Linked DNA regions of Mus musculus: region 2 is linked to region 1. A link is a contact called in public Hi-C data. All regions are on one chromosome and are shown on one strand. Each heading gives the region's core, a stretch centred on a gene start, on an enhancer-like site or on the middle of the called end of the contact. The rest is flanking DNA. Distances are from core to core; before and after follow the strand shown.

Region 1 (6,060 bases), core at 2,012-4,511:
TGAATGCACATAATTGTTACCATAAAGCCTTGTCTCTAAACCCTTGTAAACTATTGGTGCAGATGGGAATTGCAGCCATACAATAATTAGAAGAGCTGCGCTCTAGTTAAAGTTTGTTACTGAGAAGCAGTGAGACACAGGCTCTGCGTCTAACTTTCTGGATGCTTTGTTGGCATATCTGTAGCTTGAAAGGGACCAGATTCCATAAACCAAATGGTATTGTGTAGGTTTGAAATTCTACAGTTCTGTGGCAGCATTGTTCATCATGGCTAAAAATTGGAAATATGCCAAGTCATATGTAGATGGGTGGGGTGTTGTACAGCCACACCTGGTAACAAAATAAAGAGCATACATGTCTTAAAGGGAAGACATAAAAAGGTAATACATGTCTCAACAAACGTGAGTCTTGAGGATGTCTGGCTAAGCACAAGAAGCCAAACACAGAAGACTTCATGCTTGTGTTCACATGATTCCACACAGGTGAATCCATCGAATCAGAAAAGAGATCAGTGGCCGTGTTGCTCTTGGGATGAAATGGGCAGATCACGTGACAGTCGACTGAGCACCACTCCAGAGTCAGCTAGGATGATGGATGTGATGGAAACTTGGGATATGCCACACTACAGACCCTAGAATCCGTTTACTTCATGACTATGCTTACTGATGTCAGCGACACTAAAGAGGGGGTGTCTTTGTTAACATAGACTTTTTATTAAAGATTCATTTTGCTGTCTTTATGTCTATGTTTGTATCTGTGTGAGTATATGACTCATGTATGTGGGTGCCCACAAGTGTCCAGAAGAGGGAGTAGTATCCCTTGGAGCTGGAGATACAGGAGGCTGTGACCCCTGACATGGGTGCTAGGAACTGAACCCAGGTCCTCTGAGAGAACAGATAGCTCTCTTAACTGCTGAGCCAACTCTCCAGCCCACTGTCTACCTCTTACATTTCAGCAGCCTGGAATCAGGAATAGTTTATTTCATAAAAATCATAATAAAAAACAGATTTGGATCAACAGACTAATTTTGCTAATTTTTTTCCCTTTTAACTCTTACGTTTTAACACTAGAGTTCTGAATGCTTATCCCTCTTTGTGATTGATCGCTGATGGCTGAGTATTTGAGATGTACTGCTACTACTTAACTTTTGACAAATAACTCTACTTTAGTCTATGAAGAGGCGAAAAGGAGGGGGAAGTGCCTATATTAGTGCTTATTGTGTTCTAGGCTTTATGCCAAGTGAGTGAACTTAAGTTATGTGTGTCTCATGGCGACGCTTGATAAAAGTTGAAGTATCTCAGCTGCACAGAGGAGTGAACCAGTGCTGAGAAAGACACACATTTGCACAGATGTACACGGTACTGCTCAGTAGATCTTAGACTTAACTCTAAGCCATTAAACTTACAGATGCCATGACAAACAGAAGATAGAAACTGGCATGCCAATAAGTCTAAAGACAGTGTGTCGAGTCTGGGGTAAACTCCCTGGCTCAGTGCCGCCGAGCCCTCTGCTAATCAGACCTTGGTCTTAAGTCTCTCTCAGGACTTCAGGTGCAAATTTTCTAACCCATAGTTTTCTTCCTGGATAATGGTAATTTCCTTTTCGAATTCCAAGGTCTTGCTTGAGTGTCCTGGTCTAAATTTGGGTTGGCATCCTATCTGTGGGGACTGTCTGTTCAGTGATGTGAATAGCTCTGGAGGTCAGTCTGCATGGCTTCGGGTACTGAAGGAGAAGTGAGGCCCTGCAGATAGGATAGAGACAGCCCCGTCTCTTTTCCTGCTCCATGGCTTGGTGTCAACCGACTTTCTTTCCTTCAGATACCAGAGAGTGCAGAATAGAGCATCAACATGCCCCTAACACATGACTAGGAAAAGTCAATATACATTTCTTACCCAAAACCTGGAGTACGAAGTAACAGAACGGGTCCTATAGGTCAAGAACCAGACCTTTCCCACAGCTGATACCAATACTAACACTACCAGCACTGATGAGTACGTCCCCTACGTGATTCCCGGGGGTGGGGGAGTTATCACTATCAGAGAGGTGTGAGACCCTATCAGCCAGAGAGAGGAGCAGGGGGCTGATGCACAGTCACTATTTATCAATAGAAATAACAGGTTGAGGTTTCATACAGGACCAGGTTCCTATAATGAGAGAGAACTGTCAGTGAATGTGAATCTATGATTGTTAAAATGGCTCCTCATCCTCCATGGGATACAGAAGACAGGGAAAACTGTTAAGTTTCAGTCTACATACTATAGTAAGTATGTCTGTTGTTCCAGTCCACACCGATCTCTTTTCCGTTGATATGATTTGTTTCTTTGTGCGTTTAGCAAAATGGTAAATCCATCTGGATTGTAATCAGACATGTTTCCTCCCTTATATCAACCAGGCAATGACTACCAACCAATGAAAGAGAAAGGAATTTGACATTTGTAAGCACTTACTTCGAATAAGACGGGTCCTAGGTAATTTGCATGTTAGCCCTGTGTAGTCATCATGACACCTTATACGTATCTACGGTGAGTTTCTCTACCACCTTCCTTTCTCTTTGTCCCCTTGAGCTCGCACAGTGTTAGTGGCAACTTATAACTCTCAACAGTATAGGTAATAAACAAAGCAAATCGCCTCCCCGTTCAAGCAACTGTGCTGTGCTGTGGTGCAAGGCTGTGGAGCATCTGGTTCAAACAGCCTCCTGAAGAAAACCATACACCCATCCCATCTGAACCTTCCTTGAGTCTGAGTTGGAGAGATTTGCAGATATTATCAAGGAATCAAACGAAATAGAGATTCACCAAATATCTCATCAGAGAGCATCCTTCCGAGAGAAATGCCCAGAGCTACTCAGATCTGGCCTGAGATTTTGCTAAGGGATGAAACCAAAACAGACAATGTCAAGAGCTCTGACATTCCTTTCGCATGTGTGGGGCTTCTATGTTAACAAGGGAACAACTTTGATCCTCCAGTCAGATAACCAGGAAGTGATCTGGAATTTCTTTAAATATCATTACCATGCTCCCAGCAAAACACAGGGGAGGACATTTTTACTCTGATGAAAAGACTAGGCTTGTCCCTGGGCAGTGTTGAATTCTTCAGCTTCTACTTTGAGTGGGGCAGGATGTCACTGAAGACTGACAAAGAAAGCAAACCTATCTGTATAGATTAGTTTGAGGCTAACTTCGGGAATCTGAACCCTTGGACTGAGCTGTGATGTTTCCATGACAACCAAGACAGACAATGAAGCAAACAGACATGACTCAGGCGTAGTTCCGCAGGTCAGTTCTCAGAAGCCAAATTTGGTCACTGGGAGACCTTTAAAGAATAGACCATCCCTGTCTTGCTAATCACATTCAAAGGGCAAAGTGTTACTCTGGAAGAACACACCCCTTCCCCTTTCAGAAGGCCACCAAGATTCCCTGCTACTAAGTCACGCATGGCTACTCCCCATAAAGGCCTACTGCTTGATCGTACTGTCTGTGGTGACTGACTGGGCTCCGTTCTCTCATGGTGCTAGATGCTAGGTAGTCTCCTGTTTCAGGAGTGGTGTCCCCTGCAGTGACTACAAATGGCAGTGGAGTGAGGGAGAAACAGGATTAGCTCTCCCAGATCTAAAAAGTCCCGGAGGGCCATGAGCAATCTGCCACACTGTAGGCCACTTGCCTGAGCCCTACTCCAAACCTGCTGACACTGCGCAGCTGGGGTGTGCCCTGCTGACTTCCGATGCTGCAGCCTCAAGGGGCACAGCTAGGCTCTAGGACAGATTTGTTGTGTCATTTCTAGCCGTGCCTTCCACAAAAACTTACTTCTCCCAGGCTGCCTCTTTGATGTTTAGAGCCACCCAAGTCTCCTTGTTCTCTCCGTCCACACCGTTGTCCCTCGTCTTGTCTACCTTCCTTCCACACAGCAGCTACAGTGAGTCTGGAGAGTCACGTTGCTGTATTCTACAGACACAATACAAATGCCAGGTACTGAAGCTCAGGCAACAGCTCCCCTCTCATCCCCCAAAGCTACCTTTCTCTCTTTGCTGAGCTTTCTGTCACACACACACACACACACACACACACACACACACACACACAGAGAGAGAGAGAGAGAGAGAGAGAGAGACAGAAAGACAGACAGACAGAGACAGAGAGACAGACAGACACAGAGATAGAGACAGATAGAGACAGAGAGAACTAGATATTTGAGCACAGTAGATTTCACAGGGAGGCAGCGTTTAGACCCGCCCACTGCACAGGTGGAGACTGCCAAAGACAAAGAACAGACAGAAGTTTCACAATTTTTAGAGCCTGTGGAATAACTGAGTAAGCCTTTCAGGGAATGGCAAGCTCCCTCCTGCCTGCACAGGGGCGGCAAGGCAAACGCACCGCTGGTTCCTGAATCATTTCCTGTCAGCTTCCCTCACCTCTGAAGGGCTGGGCGCTCTTGCTTGGGAAAGAGAGCAGGCGCGTCCTGTGTTGTGGGGAAGACCTTTACCCAAGGGCATTTCTCTGGGAAGTGTGGGCATTCTGAGTTAGTGAGGTAGTTTGAAGCCGACAGAGACAGTGTACCCCAGACACTCTGTAAAATCTTCTCCTTGGTGATAAACTGCAATGGTAAAATCTAAATCAGAAATGTATGCACAAGGAATCTAAATCATAAAGACAGACAGCCATTGCGTGCGCGCACACACACACACACACACACACACACACACACACACCGAAACAGCCCCCCCCCCCTTCCAAGTCCCAACATCTTCAAATTTAAGTCAGAGAGAAAGGGCTGGAACAGGAAGAGTGGAAACAGCTTAAGTAGCTACTTGTCGGCTCATTTATTGAGGAATGAGCCTCTGAGATGGGTGATGTCTCTTTCATTATTCCAGTAAGGACCGTGACGTTGAGCGATTAGATGACTAGTCTACTGTGCTCGGAGTGACAGGGCCAGGCTAGCGGCTCAAAGCCCTGATCCCTCAGCCCTGCTCACCCCAGTCTGTGCAGGTACTCTGTTCTCTAGTCAGAGGTTTCCCTTGAACGAGGAGAAAGACACCTGAATCGATGGTACAGCTAACAGGCCGGAAACAAAAGGAGCGACTTTTCTAACGCACTCTGTTGGAACAGCTGGTATAAAATATGCCTCTTTCTAAGTGAATACCTTTGGTATAAATCACAGGAAATTGGCGTTTTCTTGCTCGGGAAAGAATGGGACACCGGTAATTTCAAATTGCATTTGTTTTGAAATTGTCTCTTTCTCCTGGTTGCACTGTGTTTTGTCTATTTTTAGCAATGAGAACATCAAATGCATAGTAGAAAGTCAGGAAATGTTTATTGCGGAAATAAAATTCTGTAATCAGAACGACAGACGGGCTTGTGTAGTGTACTTTTTACATACTGACACACCATCATAACAGCGCAGTTGTGACTATCTGACCATCTCTTACTCTGGAATGAAGTGTATTGGCTTTTGAGTCTGGTTTTCACCTTCAGTGTTAACTCCATAAGAACTCAGACAAAGCCCAATTACACCACCTCCCTGCTCTGTAAAATCGAATGGCAACAGAAATCTACAAGGACTATATGGTGCAGACTAGGTGACACAAAACTGCAGGGTCAAAACAATCCGTAACCTGATCCCCAGCTCCTAACTGTGCAAATTAGGTGACACACAACTGCAAAGTGAACACGGTGCATAGCCCAATTGCTGACTCCAAGCTGCTACTGAGTTATCACTGAGAAATGACTAAGTTACCATTTAATTCTTTACAGGAAGACACGGGCATCAAAACCATCTGTTCACATTTCCGCCAAGCCCAACTAGGATGCTTACTTAGCAGGCAACAGAACGTTTTAAATTATTTTAAAATATGCAAACAAAGCATGTATAATGAAGCAATATTTTCCGAAGTATTAATTATGTGACCACCCTACCATATTAATATAGCATATTAGCAGCAACAGTGTGAAGGAAATGAAAACTCTAGCCTCGTTTACTTTGTGGAAGAGGTGTCTCTGTTGTGGTCTATTTTAGTACAGCCAAATGGTAAACTTCCTGTGTTCCGAGGTCATTATCATCGCCTGCCC
Region 2 (6,060 bases), core at 2,110-4,609, 65 kb after region 1:
GACTCTTCTACTGTATGACAGTTCCAAGGATTCAGAAAATGGTTCCAGTCATCTCCCTCTCTGTTTTGTTTAATTTATGGACTATGGATTCCAGAGTAGTAGAAACTCAAAAACAATAGCCGTTTGTTCCAAGGAAATAGGATAGCGAGGCGCCAGGGCCCACGCTTCTCAGAAACAAAGAAGAGATTTAAGTATGGGGATGGAATGGTGGCTTCCCATAGTTGAGACAGTCTTGTATCCAATATAACTTCTGGTAACCCCCACTTAGCAATCCCCAAGGGGTTGCTTTGAAGAGATAATGCTAAGCATTCTGTGGGCACTAAAGGTTAAAATATTGCCTTAAATGCTGTGGGGAAAACTCTATGGAAGACATAGTTTCAAAAGGAGGGAAAACACACCCGGGAATGAACCTTCAAAAAGGCAGTTCTCACTTGAAATCTTTCAAACACACTACTAAAGTTTGGAGTTGACAGGAGTAAAAAAGTAAAAAGTCTCTCTCTGCACATTTTCCCAAAGGGACTGTGATGCTGACGTCTGTATCACTGCAGCCACATGTCTTTCCCAGAGGATAGAAAATGACAAATAAGGACCAGCAACTGACCACAGGAAGGATGGGACTGGTTTCCAACAAGGAAAAGATGTTCAGTTAGCAGCCTCATGCCCACATCTGCCTCTGCTCCAGACTGCTTTGTTTAAAGGCAGTACTTAGATTTTATTGGAAACGCTGCCAGGGAATGGGCTGTGGTCTATGGCGTTAGTTCCTGTATCTTGTTAAGAGATCTGATAAGTCTGGGAGGTACGGCAGGTGTACAGTCTAAAGCAGTGGCAGAATCCTTGTAAATCCCCAAAAGTAAGCAGGTGGAGGCTCAAGAGGAAAGGCGGTCCACATACACAGAAAATGGTGTGGGCAAAGGTGTAAGGATAGAGACCCAAGGTGCTGTGGCTGGGATGGGGAGGTTCCCATGGTTAAAGCACTTGTGTAAGGACCAGAATTCAGAGCCCCACAAACCCACATAAATGCCAGAAGGGCCCATCTGCAATTCTAGCCTTGGAGGTATAGAAAGATTCCCAGAGCGAGCTGGTTAGTAGGCATAGCCATATTGGCAAGCTCTGGGTTTGATACACTACCTCCGTGAATAATGTGGAAGATTCACGTGCACATCCACACGCATGTGCATGAGTACACATGCCTACCTCCCCACATGCACAGGCAAATTGGGGAAACAGGGTAAAAAAGAAAACGAAACAGAGACACTAACAGCAAGGGATACAGAAAAACTAAAATCTCCCAATTATCTTAATCGTTTGACAAAAATCTTTAAAAAAAAAAAAAGTGTTTGTGAATGAACCCAGGGCCTCAATCATGAAAATCATGAATACTGGGGAAATATTTTTTACAAGATTTAATATTTTCCAGTATTTCCAATTCTGGAAAAGTACCCTGGGAACTCACCTGCTTCTGGTTTGATTGCATCATGCCTTCTCTGTCTTATGAAGCCAACATCAACTGTTCTGGTCTTGGCCAAATACCTAAGGAATAAACCAAGATATAAATGGGTTTCGTATAGGACCCGAGCTCCAACTTCCCTGGTCATTTCACCGTGTGAGCTTCCAGGCTGACTCTCAACATTTCCAACTATCTAAAGAGGAAGGGGCAGTTCTCACTTCTGAAAAAGAGGACCATGGTCTAACTCTTATCATGCTTGAAATATTTCAGGAGCATGCTGTGCTTCCTCTGCTATCAAATCATAGAGGAACCAACCTTTCGCGATAGCGAAGGGGACAGTCACGGTCACGAGAGACCTTGTGCCTCATTTACATAAGCTAATTTCCAGGTTGCAGTATAATGATCCAAAACCTTCAATAATATCACACAGTGTGTCTACTGTCTACAACCTGTAAGAAGGAAAGTTGGCATGAAATCAGGGAAGAGAGGGGAGAGAAGAGAGGTCAGGTCTTTGTGTCAAAGTCTTTGTATAATGCCTACATGAACCACAGATGGGGGATCTATCAGCCTGCCCTCTCCTAGAACAACCAACCACTTCCCTGGGTCACTGTACCTGTCCTGTCCTCCTTGCCTGACTATGCCTTTCATGCCTCATTGTTCAAACCTCACTGAGCTGTCAAGCACTAATTGAGCGACCCCTCCCCAATGCCAGTCTCAACCACCCTACCTTTCTCCATCTCTTCCTTCTTTTAAATAGCCTATGTAGGAAAGAAAACAGAACTTAGAAATCTAACGAGTACTGAACAGGGAATTATTCCTTCTCTTGGGTTGTGTAAGAGTATGAGAAAGCCCACCACAGAGTCTGTGTGCGTCCTTCCCTCTTCTCTGTAACGGGTCCCCAGCAGTGGTGACCAATCATAGGTGCTCTGTAAATGCTTTGTCGCTGAACATAAATGAGCCCTTAAATGAATGCCTGGACACAGTAAATGCATGCAGACGTGAGAAGAGGGAGCACGGGGTAGAAAGAGCAGGAGCAATGGAGCAAAGAATTGGGTCAGAACGGTTTTATGGGGTCAGCTGCCACTGGTTCCCACAGAGCCCTTGGCTTCCACTGAAGCTGAGCCCGGTTGTTTTGACAGAGTCAAGGCAAAGAAAGTGAGAGAGGACTTTATAAAAACGGACTGCCTTCATAAACACGGAACCTACATTAGCAGCCCTTTATGGACCATAAAAAGTCATAGGACACAAGCCGAAAATAATTTTCTTTTCTTAGAGCCCAAGGGAAAAACAATCAGTGAACATCTTTCTTCAATCAGGTCTGCATTTCCAGTAATGAGAAAACTTCAACAACTCCATTTCCTGTTTATGTAAAACTCTTGTCACTGGATGCAAAAGAAAAAAGAAAAAAAAAAGAAGAAAAAGTGTATCCATCTTGTTGGCTTCCCCTAAGAGTAGTCCACCCACCATTTCTGTTTGCTGCAAGACTAATGTGACTTGTCCCCAAGGCCTTGCCCTGCTTCCTCGATGTCCTGAAACACCACGGGGTACTTTCACTAGAACTTCACTTAGGTGCATGCCCTGGGGTCTGGGAAAGCCATGGCTAAATCTGAACGTGGATCTTGCCTCGTGACACGTGCATTTAAGAGCTGAGCCTTCAGAAGCAGGCTTGCCTGACCTGAGACCTTTCTGGCATCTCCTTTGTTATAGAGTGAGACAGGATTACAAAGCATTTGTTTGCCTGTCTTCAGGGGGCAAATGCCAGAGCCACGCCTTTGTTCTAATGTAGCCTTGCTCTGCCAGCACTAAGTGGCGATCCTATCTCTGAAAGCTGGCCTTTGTTAAGCTGACTCCATCCTTCAGTGCTGGGGACAGCATGTAATTCTGCCTCTGGTCATCAGCTTGTGCCGGGAATTTCACCATCTGCATACTTTGGCTCCTTGTGTCTAGACGGAGGACCCTTGCCAATGATGCACATTATAGGAATCTGTGTTAACTGTCTGTTATAAAATCATCTGTGCTTACACCATGTTTGTCATAGGCTCCTCCCACCACCCATGTATAAAAGCATTGTGAACTTGATTCCCGCCCCCCTTCCCCTGTATCAAACTCAGGGCCTTGCACATAAGAGGCAGAGGCACATCCCGCTCATTTTGAGACAGGATCTCAAAGGTAGCCCAGGCCACCCTTGAACCCACCACCAGAAGCCTCAGCCTCTTGAGTGCTGGAATCATAAGGGAGGTAAGCCACTGCACTTGGCTTTCTAAACTTGGAGAGTAGGTTGCCAAGATGATGCTCCCTTATGGTATGGTATGGTATGGTATGGTATGGTACGGTAATGTACATTTCTTCAAACTCAGAATGTTTCCTTATAAAACAAGAGTACAGTGTCTCATACTATGATGGCTCTCTTTGTCTAGTTTGGTAGTTCTGAGGAGTAAGCCGAGGGCCTCACACACGCTAGGCAAACGCTCTACTCTGTTCTAATATCTAAGTCAAGCTCTCCATTCTCCCTCCTCCTGGACCCAATATGGACTGCATCTTGCCTTGGTCTTCACACTCCATTGATTCAGAAGACTCCACACTCTCTTTTTTACCTTGATTCTTACACTTTGAAGAGCAATGACCCTCTGTCATGGCCACTCAGCCTGGGGCTTCCTGCAGCCACTTTCTGGTTGGAGTCAGGGAAGAAGTTGGAGCTACCTGTCCCCAGACATGACGTTGTCATTCTCTCCACATCGTGTGAAGAGACACTTGACATCTGTCTCATGCTAGTCTGGGTCACCTTTGTTAAGGCACATCAAACTTTCACCAGTGTTGATTCTTGACTAAAACAATTATTATAATAGTGATCCAAGGGTGACCTTCTGAATATATGACCTCTGTATTTGGTATTGCCATTCTTCTGTCAACAAGAACATCCCTAACTTATTCACCCACATCTTCACTGTCATTTTTTGAGGTAGGTTTTATGGGATCTTATGACTCCTCTTGTGGGTTAAAAATGATAATCATCTATTTAGGTACTCAAATTACTGTTGGATCTAACTAGAGGGGAGGAACTTTGCTAGTTGATTTTTATGTCATTTTATGACATCATTCTTTGAGCATTTCTTTTCTCTGTTTTTCTTTTTCCCTTTCTTTTCTTTTTTTTAAATTCACTTTACATCCGGATCACAGACCCACTACCTCATCTCTTCCCAGCTGCACCCTCACATTCCCTACTCCCCATTGCCTCCTCCCTTTCTCCTTAGAAAAAGGGGAGCCCCCTTGGGTTCCACCGTACTCTAGTCCCAGCAAGATCAGGCACATCCTCTCCCAATGAGCCCCAACCATGCAGTCCAGGTAGGGGTAAGAACATCCAATGGCAGGAAACAGAGACAGAGACAGCCTCAAATCCATTGGTAGGGGACCTACACAGGAAGACGAAGCTGCAGATTTGCTACAGTGTGTAGGGGGCCTAGGTCCAGCTCCTGCCTGCTCCCTTCTTGGTGGCTCAGGCTCTGTGAGCGCCATGGTTGGGCATTTCTTTCCTTTGTGGAATGTTATGATTTAGATATAAAGTGTATTCCAAAAGGCTTGTGTGTGAAAGCCTTGATTCCCAGCTGGCTGAGTAGTGAAAAATCTGTGAACCAGTTATATGGCCATGAACTTTATCAATCAAGGAGCCCACTGATAGGTTTATAGCTTAATGAACTCTTGGGTGAGATTTACTGGAAGAAAATGGGTCACCAGAGCCTTTCTTTTGGGAAGATATTCTTCCTCATCTTCTTTATCTCTCTTTGTCTCTCTGTCTCTCTCTCCCTCTATCTCTCTTCTAGCTACCAGGCTCTTGGTACCAAGAATTTCTACCTCACTATGGTGACTCTGACAGTGATGGATTCAGCCAAGCAGGGACTGAAATCACTGAAACCAAGAGAAAAAATAATTCCCTCCCTCAGTTCTTATTGCTGGAAATGTGTTTAGACTTGAAGATCTGGGAATAGGGTAGATGCTCCTACTGATGAAATCGCTGTCCTAAGGAATTGTCAATGGGCAGAGTTAAGAACAGCCTCTGTGTGTACAGTATATACACAAGGGAATTTGTATTTATTTGATTTTGTGTGTATACCCTATTTCTAATCCAAGATTTTGAGCTGTCAAAATAAAGCTATCTGTCAAGTTTAAAAACATAATTGCAGTACACAATAAAAACCCCACTCCATGTACATTTAGAAACATTTTGACATATCCAGTAAAAAAAAAAAATAGTTAAATTCAACTAGAGGAAACATCTAACTATTGAAAGATTTAATTGGTTTATAATTCTATACCCAGAAAAGCTGCAGTTTTGGATGTTCATAACCAAATACACCTGGTAACTGCAGTGAAGAGGGGTTCCTCACGCAGAGATATTTATCATGAGCAAAGGAGAGAGTCCAGTGGAACTTCTTCTATGACTTTAGATTATTCTAAAATTTCAAGTAAAAGAGAAATGTTAAGAATAGCCAAGGCAACTTTGAAAACACAACCCAGAAGAATTCTTATCCTATTAAATGTCCGGACATATTTTGAACTATAAAATATCAGAAGAGGGGATGAGAAGCAAAAATGCCAATAGGCCTGTAGAACAGATC

The links. A called contact is a pair of places that touch in the nucleus more often than the background predicts.
Region 2: a contact with region 1 is called in a Hi-C map of extraembryonic endoderm stem cells, with 2.1 times the contacts expected there. The contact joins two enhancer-like sites. A contact is called at or near these places in 1 of 484 Hi-C or Micro-C datasets (extraembryonic endoderm stem cells), 5 of 115 datasets of contacts at active chromatin or transcription factors (embryonic stem cells, pancreatic cancer cells and trophoblast stem cells) and 1 of 9 other capture datasets (embryonic stem cells).

Annotation. Positions count from the first base shown.
Region 1 is chr8:24,416,205-24,422,264 of GRCm38.p6, forward strand. Gm30692 (a long non-coding RNA gene) reads left to right here. Exons shown (of 3, transcript XR_001778531.1): 3 at 481-732. Among named protein-coding and RNA genes, the nearest start is that of Gm30692, 6.9 kb to the left of the region's middle. Within about 2 kb of position 3,262, at least 147 of the 459 cell types and tissues checked have an H3K27ac peak or open chromatin away from gene starts, as enhancers often do. A contact at or near this core is called in extraembryonic endoderm stem cells and pancreatic cancer cells, where this site is marked.
Region 2 is chr8:24,481,417-24,487,476 of GRCm38.p6, forward strand. No RefSeq gene overlaps it. Among named protein-coding and RNA genes, the nearest start is that of 9130214F15Rik, 19 kb to the right of the region's middle. Within about 2 kb of position 3,360, at least 36 of the 459 cell types and tissues checked have an H3K27ac peak or open chromatin away from gene starts, as enhancers often do. A contact at or near this core is called in extraembryonic endoderm stem cells and pancreatic cancer cells, where this site is marked.